Regions from separate parts of the Capra hircus genome. Here region 1 is linked to region 2. A link is a contact called in public Hi-C data. All regions are on one chromosome and are shown on one strand. The core of a region is the stretch at or near the end of the contact, and the rest is flanking DNA. Distances in the headings are between cores, read along the strand shown.

Region 1 (4,075 bases), core at 195-2,694, 110 kb after region 2:
TTTATTGTATAAATTAACTTGGACAAGTTTGTTGTCATAGTACTTTCTCATCCAGGCATATGGGACTTCCCTTGAAGTCTTTCTTTATTTTTCCCATGAAGAACTTCTGGCTCTTAGTGTAGGTCCATGGTTATCTAGATTAGAATTCCCCTGGGGAACTTCTAAAAGATACCAACGCCAGGGGCCAGGCCCCAAGAATGCAAGGCCCCCCCAGGGTGGAGAGCCATAGATGTAGCTCTTTCACATCGCTTGTTTCCTGTTCAGCTTTTCCTTTCAACGTTTTATTATACAGTTGTTCAAACTATAGAAAAGTAGAGAGCATAGTAAGATGAACTCAGGATAAACCCATCACTCAATCTCAACAATTTCTCAGCTTTGGGCCAATCTTATTCCATCTGTTAACCACCCCTTCCTGTGTCCCCCTTCAAAGATTATTTTGGAGCAAATCCCAGGCAGCCTATCACGTCACCTATGACTGTTTCAGCGTGTGATGCTAAGGTACACGCACTCTTTGTTTTAATCTGCTAGGGCTACCAAAACAAAACACCACCATCCGGTGGCTTAACTACAGAAACGTACTTTCCCGTGGTTCTGAAGGTAGAAGTCCAAGTTCAAGCTGTTGGCCGGTTTGCCAAGGCTCCTCTCCTTGGTTTAGAGATGGCTCTCTCTCTCTCTGTGTCCACATCTCTGTCTGCATCCTAACCTCTTCTTATCAGGATACCGGTCAGATCGAGCCGGGCTTCCCAAGTGGCGCTAGTGGTAAAGAACCCGCCTGCCAGCGCAGGAGACGCAAGAGACTCTGGTTTGATCCCTGTGTCAGGAAGATCCGCTGGAGGGGAAATAGCAACCCACTCCAGTATTCTTGCCTGGAAAATTCAATGGACAGAGGAGCCTGGCGGGCTACAGTCCATGGGGTCACAAAGAGACAGACACAACTGAGCAGCTGAACCACTGCCACCACCGTGTTGGGCTAGGGCTCACCTGGAAGACCCCAGTTTTACTTGACTACCTCTCTCTAGAAGCTCTGTCTCCAAACAGAGACATTCTGAGGTCCTGGGGCCTAGGACCTCTGTATAGGAATTTGGGGGGGACTCAAGTCAGTCCATACCATAAATGTAAACCACCATCACACCTGAAACAGTATCCTTCACAGCCGTTCAGTTTCCCCAGCTGACTTCTTTGTTTTTGTTTTTCCTTTTTAATTATAATTTTGCTCAGTTCAGGATCGGAATCAGGTCCCATACACTGCAGCTGGCTGAAAGGTTCCTTAAACCTCTTTCAAATCTCCTTCCCTCCACTTGTATTTGGCTTCCGCTCACGTCTGCCTCCTCCGTGTGGGGTGACTGGATGTGATGTGAAGGAGGCGCCTGATCTCTGAGACATACCACAGCCCACCCAGAACATACGTGGGCACCGGGCACTGGCCCGAGGGCCCCGCTGACCTCAGGCTGCCCACGTCCTGTGCGGAAGGCCCTTCCCTAGCCCTCGCCGGGTTGCTCCTTGTCATTCAGGCCTCCACCAAGATGGCACCTTCCTGGAGAGCCCTTCCGAGACTGCCCTCGACCCACCGTTCTCATCTAATCCCCCTCTTCACGTCCGCCAAGGCCCTTATGATTTGGTGAGACCGTGTACTTGTCTGCCTGTTTGTTTCCTGTCTCTCCGTCCCCAGTCCCCCTCTACAAGCACCAGAGATCTTTGTTCTCCTGCTGTGGCTCCCCGGTGTCTCTGCTTGGCCCCTAGAAAATGCTCACTAGGTCCGTATCGCCTGGGTGAGGGCTGAGGGGTGGAATGTGAAATGACAGTTTTTCTGGATGCAAGGTGAGGTGCAGATGGGCACGTCTCAAACAGGTGTGTCTTGTGGTTGTGTGACCTGCCCTTGTGCAAACCATGTCACTCTGGAGCAGATGGCAGGCCCTCCTATCACAGAGATCCCCTTCTGGCCTTTCGAAATTGTGAGTTCAACCAGAGGCAAACTAAAGAGGGCATTAACAATAAGCCCTTCTTTTTTTCCTGTGTCCCACCCACCTCAGATCTCTCTGAGAAAATTGCAAAAAGCCTTTTCCTGCTTACCTACCAACTTTGTTCGAAACCACATAAGCACTATTTCCTTGTTATTGGGCATCCTTGCTGATGTGATTAGAAATTGTTGGCCCTAGATCTCTCGAACAGAATTTCCTAAATGGATAACCGTATGTTCTTGTGACTTAGAATCACAGGAATCCTTCCTGCTGCCTTTGAAAACATAAATTCATTAAAGGAAAATCCCTCATGAAGCAGTTACCATTTATCTCGCATTAACAGTGCTAGGCACGCGCTGAGCATCCACGGGTGTTACTTCCCTTGATCCTCCTGACGCCTTGGAGGTTGGCATTAGTTTCCCCACTTGCCAGGCTAAAGGAGGTTAAGTACCTTGCCTAGGGTCACACAAGCAGAAAGTGGCAGGACCCGCCTTCAAACTGTGTGGTTCTTAACCCCAGCTCAGTGCCACCTCTGTCATAGTGTTCATTTCCTATTTGAGACACTGCTTATTAGAGTGAGGGGCTTCCCAGGTGGCTCAGACGGTAAAGAATCTGCCTGCAATTCAGGAGACAGGGAACTCTACTCAGTACTCTGTAATGACCTATATGCGAACAGAATCTAAAAAGGAGTGGATATATGTGTATATATATAACTCATTCACCTTGCTGTGCAGCAGAAACTAACAGCATGGTAAATCAATGATACTCCAATAAAAATTTAAAAAACAAAGTTGAGTAACTTGCTCCAGGTCACAAAACTGATGAATGGGTGACCGAAGATTCCCACTCAAGCTGTCTAGTCCTGGAGTCCATGCCTTTTTTTTTTAAGCTTTATGCTTCATTATGTGTTTGGTTTTTTAAAATATTTTTTGTTTGTTTGTTACAACATTGCTTCTGTTTTATGTTTTGATTTTTTGGCCACAAGGCATGTGGGATCTTAGTTCCCCAACCAGGAAACCTGCACCCCCTGAACTGAGCATTGAAAGGCAAAGTCTTAACTACAGGACGGCCAGGGAAGTCCCTTGGAGTTCATGCTTTTGAACAACAGGCTAAACAGCCTTTCTTTAAAAAAAAAAAATTTTGTTTATTTATTTCATTTTTGGCTGTGTCAGGTCTTAGCTGTGGCACGTGGGCTCTTCCTTGCAGCCTGCAGGCTTCTCTCTAGTTGTGGCGCTCAGATTCCTGAGCGAGAGGCCTCAGTTGCTCCATGGCGTGTGGGATCTAAGTTCCCTGACCAGGGATCGAACCTGCGTTCCCTGCATTGGAAGGCGGATTCTTAACCACTGGACCACTAGGGAAGTCCCCACACAGCCTTTCTGTGTAAGGAACTACATCCTGCCGATACTTCTAAGGAGTAAGGAAATAGTTCCCAGTCGGATATATTTTAGATTTAAAGCAAAAGAACAGCGAGAGCTTCTCAGAGTCACAGAAATAGGCCTGGTGGGTTTGAGCTCCATTTTTTTTTTTTTTAATCTCACATCCTACAGACATTTCATGAGGCCAGACCCCGAGATGAGAATACAGATGGTAGTCTAAGCCCCCTGCTTTCCTAAAGCTCCCCATCTAGTGAGTAACAGCTCAGAGTCGAGGGAAGAGGTTGGGAGACAGTCCCAGTCGGGCTGCACTTGCTGGCTGGGCTTTTCCAAAAAGAACATTTACCAAACTGCACCCTTTTTAAGGACAGGAGCCAGACTTCTGTGTTTAATTTTCATACTGTGTTAATCTCCTGCACCTAGTGGATCACTCAGAGATGCTCAGGAGAGGCCTGCAGAAGAAGGCAGTGTTTCAGAGTCTGCATTCCCCAGCTGGGGAGGTCTGCAGTAATATAAAGGCACACAGCGTGGGGTCAAGCAAATACCACTACATGGCCATGTTACTGCGTTTTTCCGCCTTTCACTCTAAGTTTGTGTGTTCTGTGAGCGCTCGTAGACGAGAAAAGGTGGAAGTTCACTGGAACCTTTAAAAGGCCTAGCCTCTAGGTCAGCTGACCGCCTGTGGACACTCACAAGGGCCAATTTGAGAAGCTGTGCTTACGGAGCATAAATTTCTGTTTTAAA
Region 2 (4,095 bases), core at 44-2,543:
CAAAACCAATAGCAATTTGCTGTTATTCGTAAGGAATGTTTCCTCCTGTGGGATGTGTGCTAATCAACCTCCTATTGTTGGAAATTCAGTTTGTTCCTAGTTTTAATGGGCAAAGACTTTGATCCTACATTCCTACTTTCAGGAATCCCACAAAAGTAAAGCACTGGTTTCTAAGAAGACATTCACAGAGATATTTATTGCCAGATTATTGACAATAGCAATAATCACAAGAAACAACCTGGATGTCCACCAACAGGGGGGTGATTGAATAATTTATGGAGCATTTTGTACTATGAAATTTTGGACTGCTATTAGGAACAAGAAGGGTCAATATTATTTGTAAAAAATTGGTCATGGTATATTGTTAAGCGAAACATACATTGTAAGCCAGTTGTACAAGGTGATTTTTGCTTTTGATTAAAATGTTGTAAATGGAAGTGGGGTACTCCTATCTGCATTTTTACAAATTTGCATTTGTATTTCCTTAGGGAAAATAATAGGAAAAAAACTCACCAAACTCTTAATATTGTTCACCTTAGGAGGTGGTGGTAGAGATATTAATTTAGTTACAATAGATATATATTGATTTTGCAACTTGAATAATGTAGTAGGAAACAGTTTAAGAACTAACAGTAAAGAGAACACCATGCCCTAGAGCAGAGCTTGTGGCAAGGGTTTGAATGTTTAGTCCCTTTGGAGATGCTTGCAGAAGATAGAATGGGGGAAATAAGAGAGATGAGAGACCCAGCAATATTCCTTATTCCTGCATGACCTTGAGCAAGTCATTCATTCCTCAAGTTCCCTGACTATGAAAATGAAGATAATAACAATCTCTACCGACCAGGGTTGATGTGGGGGCAATGCCCAGAGAGAGAGCAAGCAGGCATTTGTCTTTTTCACACTTTCAATTCAGTTTAACCTATAACTGATACAACTTAAGATAATGTTCAGTGAAAAGGGGAAAAGATCTATTTAACTCCCTCTGAAATCATATGGGGGCTTCCCAGGTGGCTCAGTGGTAAAGAACTTGCCTACCATCGCAGGAGGCACAGAGATACAGGTTCCATTCCTGGGTCAGGAAAATCCCCTAGAGGAGGAAATGGCAACCCACTCCAGTATTCTTGCCTGGGAAATCGCATGGACAGAGGAGCCTGGCGGGCTACAGTCCATGGGGTTGCAGAGTCGGACACGACTGAGCGACGGAGCACGCACACAGGAAAGCATGTGAGCTCTGCTTGAGAGGCTGCCCCAGGATAACGCTTCTCGGCTACTCGAGGGTTCATCTCTAAGTGACACAGCACTTTGCGGCATGGTGGAGGTTTCTAGGGGTGAGGAGAAGCAGGGGTTACAAAGGGGCCACGGGGAGTTAGGGACTGCATTCCTTGGGAGCTTGGAGGACTGACTTCTCACCATTAGTAAACAGCTAAGAATTCTCTGGGGAACTTCCATGAGGAAACTGATATTTTTGGTAAGAAAATAAAAAATAAAGCCTCTAAAGGAACTGTGGCTGTGGAATAGGGGAGGGCGGGGCGGATCTGGTGCATGAGGCTCTCAGAGGCAGGTCCCCTTGGGATCACGGAATGATTCCTGCTGCAGTTCCCACCATGGCCTCATGGTGGCACTGCTTCCTCTTCAACAATTGTCATTTCTCTCTGCTATGCTGTAAGCTGCGATATCCACTGGGGCTTTCCAAGACAGCCTTAAAGATGAAGAATAACAAAAGAAAAATTGTCTCAGAGGGCACTGTGTTAGAACTCTAGCTTGCCAGGTCTAGCTAGGTTCCCTTCAGCTCACAGGCCCTGTGCATCAGTGACCCTAGACCTAAACTCCCTATTTTCTTTCCCACTTCCATTTTCAGGTGCTAATATTATACATTGGTGCTAATATTATACATCCTTGGCAAGAGGATGAATGGAGGTCTTGGTACCGGTTGGGCAGGAATTCTGGGATCTGGTTCCCAGAGTCTAGTCTGAGAGTGTGTATCAGCAGGGCGGTTCCCAGAGTCTAGTCTGAGAGTGTGTATCAGCAGGGCTGCTGTAACAAAGCACCACATACTGGGTGGCTTCAAATAATAGAAACGTATTGTCTCAGTTCTGGAGGCTTGAAGTCCAAAATCAAGGTTATCAGCAGGGCCACACTCCATCCAAAACCTGTACAGGAGAATCCTTCCTGGTCTTTCCCTAGTTTCCAGGGGTTTGCAGGAATCCTTGTCGTATATTGTACCACTCCGGGCTCTACTCCATCTTTCCATGGCCTTCTCCCCCCATGTGTCTCTGTCTCATGTTAACTAATTACAACTACAACAACTCTATTTCCAAATCAAGTCACAGTCTGAAGTACTGGGGGTTAGGATTTCAACATATCTTTGGGGGCAACTCAGTTCAACCAATGGGTTTCCCGGTGGCCAGTGCAGGAGACAGAGGTTTGATCCCTGGGTCGGAAAGATCCCCTGGAGAAAGAAATGGCAACCCACTCCAGTATCCTTGCCTGGGAAATCCCATGGACAGAGGAGCCTGGTGGGCTTCTCTCTGCCCTCGATAGTATCTCAATAAAACAGTAGCCCAGGCTTCTTGTGAAGGATGGAAACCTACAGTAATACGGGATAGGAGCTGTCCCTCCAGGAGCACAGAGTGCCCTTCCTCTCTCCAGAGACAGATAATTCTGCCTTAATGCAATTCTTCATCTGCTGTGTCTCCAGCTGTTGGGAAAGCAGGCTCCTGTAGCAGCCCGGGTAAGAGATAAGGGCTCTTTGCCTGAAATGAAAAATTCATGAAGGAAGACTAGGATCAGGCTCTAGGAGAGCCGCCAAGTAGCTGTGCTCTAGGGACGCAGCAAGAAGCTGGAAAAGCCAAATGGAAATTTTCTTTCCTCTCCAGCACCTCCCTCAGGTTCCCCTTCCATGTTCAGCGGGGCTCCTTTCGCCCTGGTACCCGCCCACACCTCCGCAGTCTCATGTGAGACTCCAGGCCAGCACTGGCAATGCCCATGTGCCAGGGCGTTCAGGAAGAGGGGTACTGCTCTGTACCCAGACCAGGTATCCACCACCAGCTTCAGTAAAATGGGTACTATTGCTAGAGCAAGCTGGCACAGTCCTGACCACCTGCCACCCCCAAAACTGGAGAAGCCCCAAACTGGCTATTATTTGCCCCTGGAGGTACCCCTGTCTCCAGAATACTTCCTATTCCAGTTCCCTGACCCACAAATCTAACCAAAATTCATAAGACTGATCAGATGATCGTACTTACAACTTGAAGAGGAAACCTTGGGTCTGTTGTCACCATGCTGGGCAGGCAATGGTTTATAGAGCTATTAAAGAGGAGACTTCCCTGGTGGTCCACTGGCTAAGACTCTGCACTCCCAGTGCACTGGACCTGGGTTTGATTCCTGGTCAGTGAACTAGATCCCACAGGCCGCAACTAAGAGTTTGCAAGCTACAGTTAAAGATGTGCTGTAACTAAAACCTGGTGAGGCCAAATAAATAGTAAATAAAATAAAAACCTTTTAAAAATAAAATAACTGAGTTAACACATTTTTTTTTTTTTAAAAAAATAGAGTTAAAGGGGAAAACACAGTTTTAAAAAAGAGTTATAGGGGGAAAAAACCTCGAACCTTAAGAGTTGAAGAATTTGACTTTAATGAAATGATGGGTTAAGAAGTATGACTGGCCCGCCTGTGAGATGCAAGATGGACAGGAGTTACAGACACCAGTGCAGAGACAGTGAGCACTGGGTGCGGAGGGGGAGTGGGCGACTCCCCAGAAATCAGGTAGGGGGACAGGCTGCCATCACAGGAGGGAATCGGCCACCAGTCTCACTGAGAAACGGGGAGCTTGAGTCTCCTGCTACAGAGCTGCCATCTTCCTCCTAGTCACTGGTGCTGCAGGAAAATCTCACTCCACCATCCCTGCCCATGCCAGCTGGGCCGTCAGGAGCACGCCTTCCTCCACGAGCCTGGGGGGCCTCACAAGCGCCCAGGGCCTTGGCTCCTGATTCCTGGTTCTTTCAGGCCTTTCCCATTCACAGAGGGACTCAGGCTCAGACAGCTGCCTCTCCGTGAATAGCAACCCTTGTGCCTGCTTCCCTGAGTTCCTGAGAA

Evidence for each region. A called contact is a pair of places that touch in the nucleus more often than the background predicts.
Region 1: a contact with region 2 is called in a Hi-C map of blood, with 6 times the contacts expected there. The contact joins two enhancer-like sites. A contact is called at or near these places in 2 of 5 Hi-C or Micro-C datasets (both in blood).

Annotation. Positions count from the first base shown.
Region 1 is chr21:19,957,162-19,961,236 of ARS1.2, forward strand. All of the region lies in intron 5 of ABHD2 (monoacylglycerol lipase ABHD2), which reads left to right. Among named protein-coding and RNA genes, the nearest start is that of RLBP1, 50 kb to the right of the region's middle. Within about 2 kb of position 1,445, at least 1 of the 5 cell types and tissues checked has an H3K27ac peak or open chromatin away from gene starts, as enhancers often do.
Region 2 is chr21:19,849,943-19,854,037 of ARS1.2, forward strand. No RefSeq gene overlaps it. Among named protein-coding and RNA genes, the nearest start is that of ABHD2, 26 kb to the right of the region's middle. Within about 2 kb of position 1,294, at least 2 of the 5 cell types and tissues checked have an H3K27ac peak or open chromatin away from gene starts, as enhancers often do.